2 separate regions of the Pan troglodytes genome follow, and region 2 is linked to region 1. A link is a contact called in public Hi-C data. All regions are on one chromosome and are shown on one strand. The core of a region is the stretch at or near the end of the contact, and the rest is flanking DNA. Distances in the headings are between cores, read along the strand shown.

Region 1 (3,907 bases), core at 734-3,233:
GCAGCATTTCTGGTCTCTATCCATTAGATGTCAGTGATACTCCTCAGTTTGACAACCAAAATGTCTTCATTTTGCCAAGTGTCCACTGGAGGCAAAATCAGTCCCAGTCGAGAACCACTAGGTAAAAATGAGTGGTGTCATCACAGCTATATATGACACTTAGAAAAAAAGATGGAAACACAACATCCAGTTACATCATAAATTACAGATTCAGGAGGATAGCCACAATTTAAAACGAGATAGTAGTCATGAAAAGTGTTTCCACTTGATGTTTTGCGGTCTCTCTTCAAGTGTCTAATGACAACATGTCGTTCCTCTATAGGAATACTAATCAGCTTGTAAGGATTTATTCATATTCTACTATCATCACTATTTGTATTCACCTTCCCTATATCTGGATAAGGTGGAGTCTAAATCCTTCTCCTATCATAACTCTCATTCTTCAACAAGGGATGTTTGCCAGTCCCCTCAAAACCAGTCAATAGACTATGGGCATAATTCAGAGTTCCCACAACAAATCACGTCTCCCATATTCCAAAACAAGAATGTCCTTGTTTCAGTATGCTTCACTTTTGGTAAATGCCAGTCAAAACAAAATAGGAAGTAGACTACAACTATGATGGAGAATGGCAGATGAAGGGGGTCAGGGGACTGATCTGCACTGGATATTGTCTAGAAGAATAAATTCCTTAAGAAATAAAATAATGCAAATAATACTGAACATTCAGAAGCATGAAATCTGATGCTGATCGCTTTGGTTTATTCTTTATAGTTCTGTGGAACTATAAGGACATGCTCTCTTCCTATGAGCATTTTGCTCCTCTGGTTTTTATTTTCCCATCTCATATATATCCTAAAGTAATATACATATATACAAATATAAAGTGTTTGATAGTACATTTATATGCATAATTATCAAACAAAATTGTATGCCTTGTTCTCAATTGTAAAAGGTCAATTCGTATATATTTTAAAATCTTTCCTTCCCATTCCAGCAAAGTTGCATTCCTAAAAACTGTAAGTCGAAAAAATTTTTTTTTTCTTTTTTGAGATTCAGTCTGGCTGTCACCCAGGCTGGAATGCAGTGGTGTGATCTTGGATTATTGCCACCTCCACCTCCTGGGTTCAAGCGATTCTCCTGCCTCAGCCTCCCGAGTAGCTGGGGTTACAGGCTCGCACCACCACGATTTTCTTATTTTTAGTAGCTCGCGCCACGGCTGATTTTCTTATTTTTAGTAGAGAGAGGGTTTCATCATGTTGGCCAGGCTGGTCTCGAGCTCCTGACCTCAAGTGATCCGCCCGCCTCGGCCTCCCAAAGTGCTGGGATTACAGGCGTGAGCCACCGCGCCGGGCCTCAAGTCTAAATTTTTAAAAGAAAGTTTCTTCCAACCGCATTCACGAGAAGTGCTTCTCTTTCATGAAATAACAATTAGAACACAACTAGTGAAACCTTTGGGACTTCAATCACTACTTTTTCTAAACTACCACTTTCCAGCAGGAAGACGGAGCGGTAGCTTGGGGTAAAAATTAAAACCTAGCATTACCATGAGTTAAGATCGAGATAAATAGATCAAGATAAATGGGTCACTGCTGGCGCTTTACTTAGAAAAATAAAAAATTTCTCATCACTAGAACTCATAATCGCTCCGCAAGGAGGGCAAAACTGGGTTTATTAAAGTGAAAGCTGGAGAATCCAGGAGACACAAGCAGAAAGCTGTCAAAGAGGGGAGGGGCCGGGTTCCAGCACCGACAGGACCAGGATACTTATTTCCGACTCTTGAGAGAGTAGGGCGATACCACACCTCCGCGGCTCCAGCGTGTTCACCACAAAATCTTTTCCCTGCGGCCACCACCATCCTGCAGAACCGTTTCTTCTTTTCCACATAGTAACCGCATCTACCCTCAGCTGGAAAACCAGGCGCGTGCGGCGACGTCGCGGAGGTCGCCATAATTCTAGGGCTCGCTTCCGGTGTCCAGCATCCGGCAACCGGAAGAAAAGTTAGAAGCTTCCTTCGGGTCTCCTTCCCTTAACAAACATGGCTGCCTCAGCGCCCGCGCCACACAGGTTAATACCCGGAACTACCACAACCGTCTTCCCTTTATCCTCCGCAGAACCGGAAGAATCCGATGGTGGCTGGCGAGGGCCAAGTCTCTTACGCCTTCCCCTCGTTTCTCCCTCCCCGCCTCCTCCGCAGAAGCCGAGCGCCAAACTCAAACTTTATCAGGACCCGGAGGTCTCAGGCTAATTCCGAGGGCCGGGCCTGTTGGGCTTTTCTGCACACCAGCCGGGGCAGCGAGCCAACATGAGCCAAGTTCTGTTCCACCAACTAGTCCCGTTGCAGGTGAAATGCAAAGACTGTGAGGAGAGGTAAGGTCCGCGTCATCCAGTGCCCGCGGGTGGCGGTTGGGGTCAGGCCAATGGGGAAAGATGGCGGTTCTGGCCCGTGGGATCCACCTTGCACCTAGGTGTCGAGTCGGCCCCTCTAGGAAGCGGATAGGGAACCCAGAGGGCCCGGTGGTTACCTCTCTCACCAAGTCGGCCGTTGCAGAGGGGACTGGAGGAAGGGTGTGAGAAGTTAGGAAGCCGGCTCACATCAAGTTAATGTCAAAAACCCTACCTATGAACGGAATCATGAAGATTATAGCCCTACTCTTCCCTTTTGACAGATAAGAACTCTGGCCCAGAGAAGTTAAAAAAATTTACGTGAGGGCTCACAGCCAGTTCATGGCAGGGTCAGGACTAGAACTCAGGCCTTGGCTCCGAGCCTTTCCCCCTCGTTCTCTTTTGAAGTATGTTGGCAGTAAAGTTCAACTTTTAAAAACCTACCAATTTGGTGGCGTACTTTGGCTCTTCACATCAGTTGCTTTAAAAAAGTAAATTACATTTAACCGACTAAAAATGAGAAAAGCAGAAACGTCATTAATTCATTCAATAAATATTGCCTCCTTGTAAAACACCTTACTGGGCACTGGGAATACAGTGGTCAGGAAAAACAGTCCTTTTCTTCATGGAGTTTACAATCACTGGAGGAAATAAAGACCAGTCGCACAGAGAAGTGCAACTTTGATTAAGGAGGTGGTATTATTGGGGCGTAAATAGATTTGACCAGAGGTCAGGAGACTTACTTTTTTTTTCCCAGTTCTAACACTCAATGGTTGTCTCTTTTTTTCTCTGAACGTTCTTTCCTCGTTTGTAAAACTGATATAACATGCGTATTCACGTGTTTGTAATGAGGATCAGGTGTGAAATCTTTTGCGTATTCACGTGTTTGTAATGAGGATCAGGTGTGAAATCGTATGTGAAAACTAAGTGGTGTACAAATGTAACATAAAAAATGAAGACATTGCCTTATTGAGTTGCCAGTAATGTCAAACTGTAGTATATATAGTTCAGAATTCGGTCAAAAATCAATGGCAAGCCGGTCAAGGAGATGCTCCCAAAACCAGCAGCTGCATATGGAGATCTGTAGGTTTAGTTGATCATTCTTTTAATGCTGTCCAGTATGGTAGCCACTAGCCACATGTGGTTATTAGACATTTGAAATGGGGCTTATCTGAATTGTTGTGCTTTACATATGAAAATGCACGTTGGATTTTTAAGACTTACTATGAAAAAAGAATGTAAAATATGTCAATTTTTATATTATGTGTTAAATGGCAATATTTTTGGGTATATTGGGTTAAATACAATGTATTATTAAAATTAATTTCACCTGCTTTTAAAAGTCTTTTTAAAATGTGACTTCTAGAAAATTTAAAAGTAGGCTAGGTATGGTGGCTCACACCTGTAGTCCCAGCACTTTAGGAGGCCAAGACAGGAGGATTGCTTGAGCCTAAGCTTGAGGTTACAGTGAGCTATGATTGCGCCACTGTACTCCAGCCTGGGTGATAGAGCGAGATCCTGTCT
Region 2 (3,907 bases), core at 850-3,349, 320 kb after region 1:
AAAACCACGAATTGTGCTCAGAAAACTCCACTGGTTTTCATCACACCTGGAGTAAAATCCAGAGCCCTTGGTGTGGCTTGCAAGGCTCTGCACAATCTGGTTCTACTTCTCCCTCTGACCTCATCACCCACCACTCTTTCCTTTTCTTTTTTAAATTTTTATTTCTTATTTTTAAAATTTTCTCTGTGAGTCTAGCAAATGATCCCATTCTCACTGTACTCCAAGTAGGTTGGCCATGTTGCTATTCCTTGAATGTAACAAACATGCTCTTGCTGTTTTCTCATTCTGGAATAATCTTTTCCCCACATTTCTACATAGCTCACCTTTTCAATTGATTCAGATCTTTGCTCATATTAACTCCTCAGGTGATTACATATTATTGTGATTTGTATGGGTATATAGTTGGCAAAAGATAATGTTAAAAATTTACCAATGCTTGGGCAGAAATGGTGGCTCACACCTGTAATCCTAGCACTTTGGGGAGCTGAGCTGGGCAGAATGCCTGAGCTCAGGAGTTGGAGACCAGCCTGGGCAACATGGTGGAACTTGGTCTCTACAAAAATACAAAAATTAGCTGGGCTTGGTGGCGCATGCCTGTAGTCCCAGCTACTTGGGGGACTGAGGTGGGAGGATTGCACCTGTGGTCCCAGCTACTTGTGGGGCTGAGGTGGGAGAATCACTTGAGCTTGGGAGATAGAGGCTACAGGGAGCTGTGTTCATGCCACTGCACTCCATCCTGTGTGACAGAGTGAGACCCTATCTCAGAGAAAAAAAAAAAAAAAGAAAGAAATTTACCAACCCTCCAAGACTAGCCAACTATTGGACCATTGTCATTTATATAAAACAAACACAACCATTTTAGATTTGATGAGGCACTTTCAAACTCTTTGGCCCATCTATTAGCAAAAGGGAATGTTATATTACCTAGAAAAAGAACGTAGCTGGGCACAGAGGGTCGTGCCTGTAATCCCAGCACTTTGGGAGGTTGAGGTGGGAGGATAGCTTGAGTCCAGGAGTTTGAGACCAACCTGGGCAATATAGTGAGACCTTGTCTATGAAAAAAAGAAAACCTAAACATATAAGGAACTTTCACTTTTGTAACACCAAACTGCCTTTGTAGAATATCTCAGGATTAAACAAATTCGAACAGTGCCAGTTATTAACCCCTTTGGATATGGACTAATTAAGAAGATATGAGACAATCAGAAAAGGTCTTATTAAGATTTCTCGGTTTATACATAAACTCAGACAATAAAACCTCTCTCGTAATACAACTTCTTTGGAGCACTCAATTCTGTTGAGTTACCTCCTCTTTTATTAATGCCAGATCTAGTCACTCTGACTGGGTAATGCTAACTATGGAATTCTGTACAGTGTACATGTGAATATATGCACTGTATATATATGTGAGGCATGCCTATATGGTGTTAAGCCTTTATCCTTAATGTCTCTCATTTGTGGAAATAATATTCCTTCTTTTATTTGACACTTATTTTCCCCTGGGATTTCCCCAGTGGTATCAACTCTGAACTAGGCAGGCTTCACAGCAGACCAAGTATGACATTGTTTTAATTAACGCCACTCTGAAATATTTGGCTGTGAGTACTTGATAAGGGAAGGCTTCATAAGTATTTCAGGAGGTCTCATTCTCCTGCCTTAAGACCCTTACTACTCTTCTAGGAATTGGGGGAGGAATACAGTGAACTGTCTATGTCCTCACTCTTCAGTGGTAATACTTTATAGGTAGTGCTTCAGGGATGAGTGTGTGGAAAGATTCTAGTTACCTCCCCCTTTCCTTCCAGCAGTCAGACAGAAAGGAAAACGTGGGTGGCCATATAGGGAGATAAACTTGCTCTTCCATGCCCTCAGTTACACGTAACACTTAAAATTTCTTGGCATCTACTGCCACCGTGTGGTTATTTACATTTACTGACTTTAATATGTTTCCCTTTTAAGGCTGGTCCGAAACAAAAATACAAGGAATTCTAGTTTGTTTTAGTATCCTTCAGCCTCAGATTGTTCCCAAGTCCCTCTAGGTTCTCTGTGCTCTTACACTGACGAGAAGATTCCACTACTAAATACTTTCTTCTTCTCTTATGTTACACTCTACTAAAGCATGCTGCTGATACTCCAGTGACTTTCAGAGTTTTTGATGAACCAGTTTGAGGCAGAAAGATTCTAAAATGGGCTCCATATGTCCCTGTCCCTGATATTATGGCTTATGTAATCCCTTCACAGGAGTGTGGATGAGACCTGTGACTAGCTTTTAACCAACAGAATATGGCTGAGGTGATGGGATGTCACACTGCAATTACACTGGACAGTATTGTAACTTTTGTATTGCTAACAGACTCTCTTTTTTAGTTTTATTTTTTAATTTTTGTGGGTATAGTAGGTGTATATATTTATGGGGTACATGAGATGTTTTGATTACAGGCATGAAATGTGATATAACCACATCATGGAGAATAGGGTATCCATCCCCTCAAGCATTTATTCTTTGAGTAACAAACAATCCATTTACACTCTTTGAGTTATTTTAAGATGTGCAATTAAGTTATTATTAACTATAGTCACTCTGTTGTGCGATAGCACAACAGATAAATGATAAAATAGGTAAATGATAAAACAGGTCTTATTCATTCTTTCTATTTTCTTGTACCCATTAACCATTCCCACCTTCTCCCTGCCCCACACACTATCCTTCCCAACCTCTGGTAACTGTTCTTTTACTTTCTATGTCCATGAGTTCAACTGTTTTAATTTTTATATCACACAAATAAGTGAGAACATGCAGTGTTTGTCTTTGTGTGCCTGGCTTATTTCACTTAGTAAAATGATCTCCGGTTCCATCTGTGTTGTAGTAAGTGATGGGATCTTATTCTTGTTATGGCTGAATAGTATTCCATTGTGTATATGTATAACATATTCTTTATCCATTCATCTGTTGGTGGACACTTAGGTTGTCCAAATCTTAGCTATTGTAAACAGTGCTGCAGCAAACATAGGGGTGCAGATATCTCTTCAATATACTGACTTCATTTCTTTTGGGTATACCCAGCAATGGGATTGCTGGATCATACAGTAACTCAATTTTTAGTTTTTTGAGGAACCACCAAACTGTTCTCCATAGTGGTTGCACTAATTTACATGCTAGCAGACTCTCTTGATCGCCTTCTGGGTTTGCATGCATGAAGCAAGCAGCCATGCTAGGGAGACTCAGTGAAAAGAAACTGAGGGTGGCTGCTGGCTGTCAGCTGCAAGAAATTGAGGCTCTCGGTCCAACAAAACATAGGGAATTGTATGTTGCTAACAACCACATGAACTTGGAAGCAGATCATCCTCTTCGGTTGAGCTTTCAGATGAGATCACAGCCTTGGCCAACACCTTGATTGCAGCCTGATGAGAGACCTTGAAGGAGAGGACCCAGTTAAGCTATGCCCAGATTCTGTGAGCTTATACAGACAGTCCTTGACTTACTATGGTTCAACTTATGATTTTTGTGACTTCATGATGGGACAAAGGACGTAAGTATTCAGGAGAAACTGTATTTTGAATTTTGATATTTTCACAGGCTAGTGATATACAGTACAGTATTCTCTCTCCATGCTGGGCAGTGGCAGCAAGCCACAGCTCCCAGTCAGCCACACAATCAGAAGGGTAAAAAACTGGTACTCTATAGTGTACTGTGGTTCCAGATGATTTGGCCTGATTGTGGGCTAATGTAAGTGTTCCAAGCATGTTTAAGGTAGGCTAGGCTATGATGTTCGGTAAGTTAGATATATTTAATGCATTTTTGACTTACAATATTTTCAACTTATGGTGGGGTTCTTGAGATGTAACCCCATTGTGAGTTGAGGAGCATCTGTAAATGTGAACTGTTTTCAGCCATTAAATGTGTGGTAAT

What was found. Hi-C and Micro-C count contacts between places; a contact is called where the count stands out from the background.
Region 2: a Hi-C map of a lymphoblastoid cell line shows a contact between it and region 1, with 2.9 times the contacts expected there. The contact joins the enhancer-like site here to the promoter of TRMT13 in region 1. A contact is called at or near these places in 4 of 7 Hi-C or Micro-C datasets (blood, induced pluripotent stem cells, a lymphoblastoid cell line and 1 more) and 1 of 1 datasets of contacts at active chromatin or transcription factors (stem cell-derived excitatory neurons).

What each region holds. Positions count from the first base shown.
Region 1 is chr1:131,043,477-131,047,383 of NHGRI_mPanTro3-v2.0_pri, forward strand. TRMT13 (tRNA methyltransferase 13 homolog) reads right to left here and starts at 1,984. Exons shown (of 10, transcript XM_054668150.2): 1 at 1,803-1,984. The coding sequence starts at 1,949. It overlaps SASS6 (SAS-6 centriolar assembly protein), which reads left to right and starts at 2,109. Exons shown (of 17, transcript XM_513588.7): 1 at 2,109-2,368. The coding sequence starts at 2,304.
Region 2 is chr1:131,366,277-131,370,183 of NHGRI_mPanTro3-v2.0_pri, forward strand. No RefSeq gene overlaps it. Among named protein-coding and RNA genes, the nearest start is that of AGL, 41 kb to the left of the region's middle. Within about 2 kb of position 2,100, at least 3 of the 24 cell types and tissues checked have an H3K27ac peak or open chromatin away from gene starts, as enhancers often do. A contact at or near this core is called in a lymphoblastoid cell line, where this site is marked.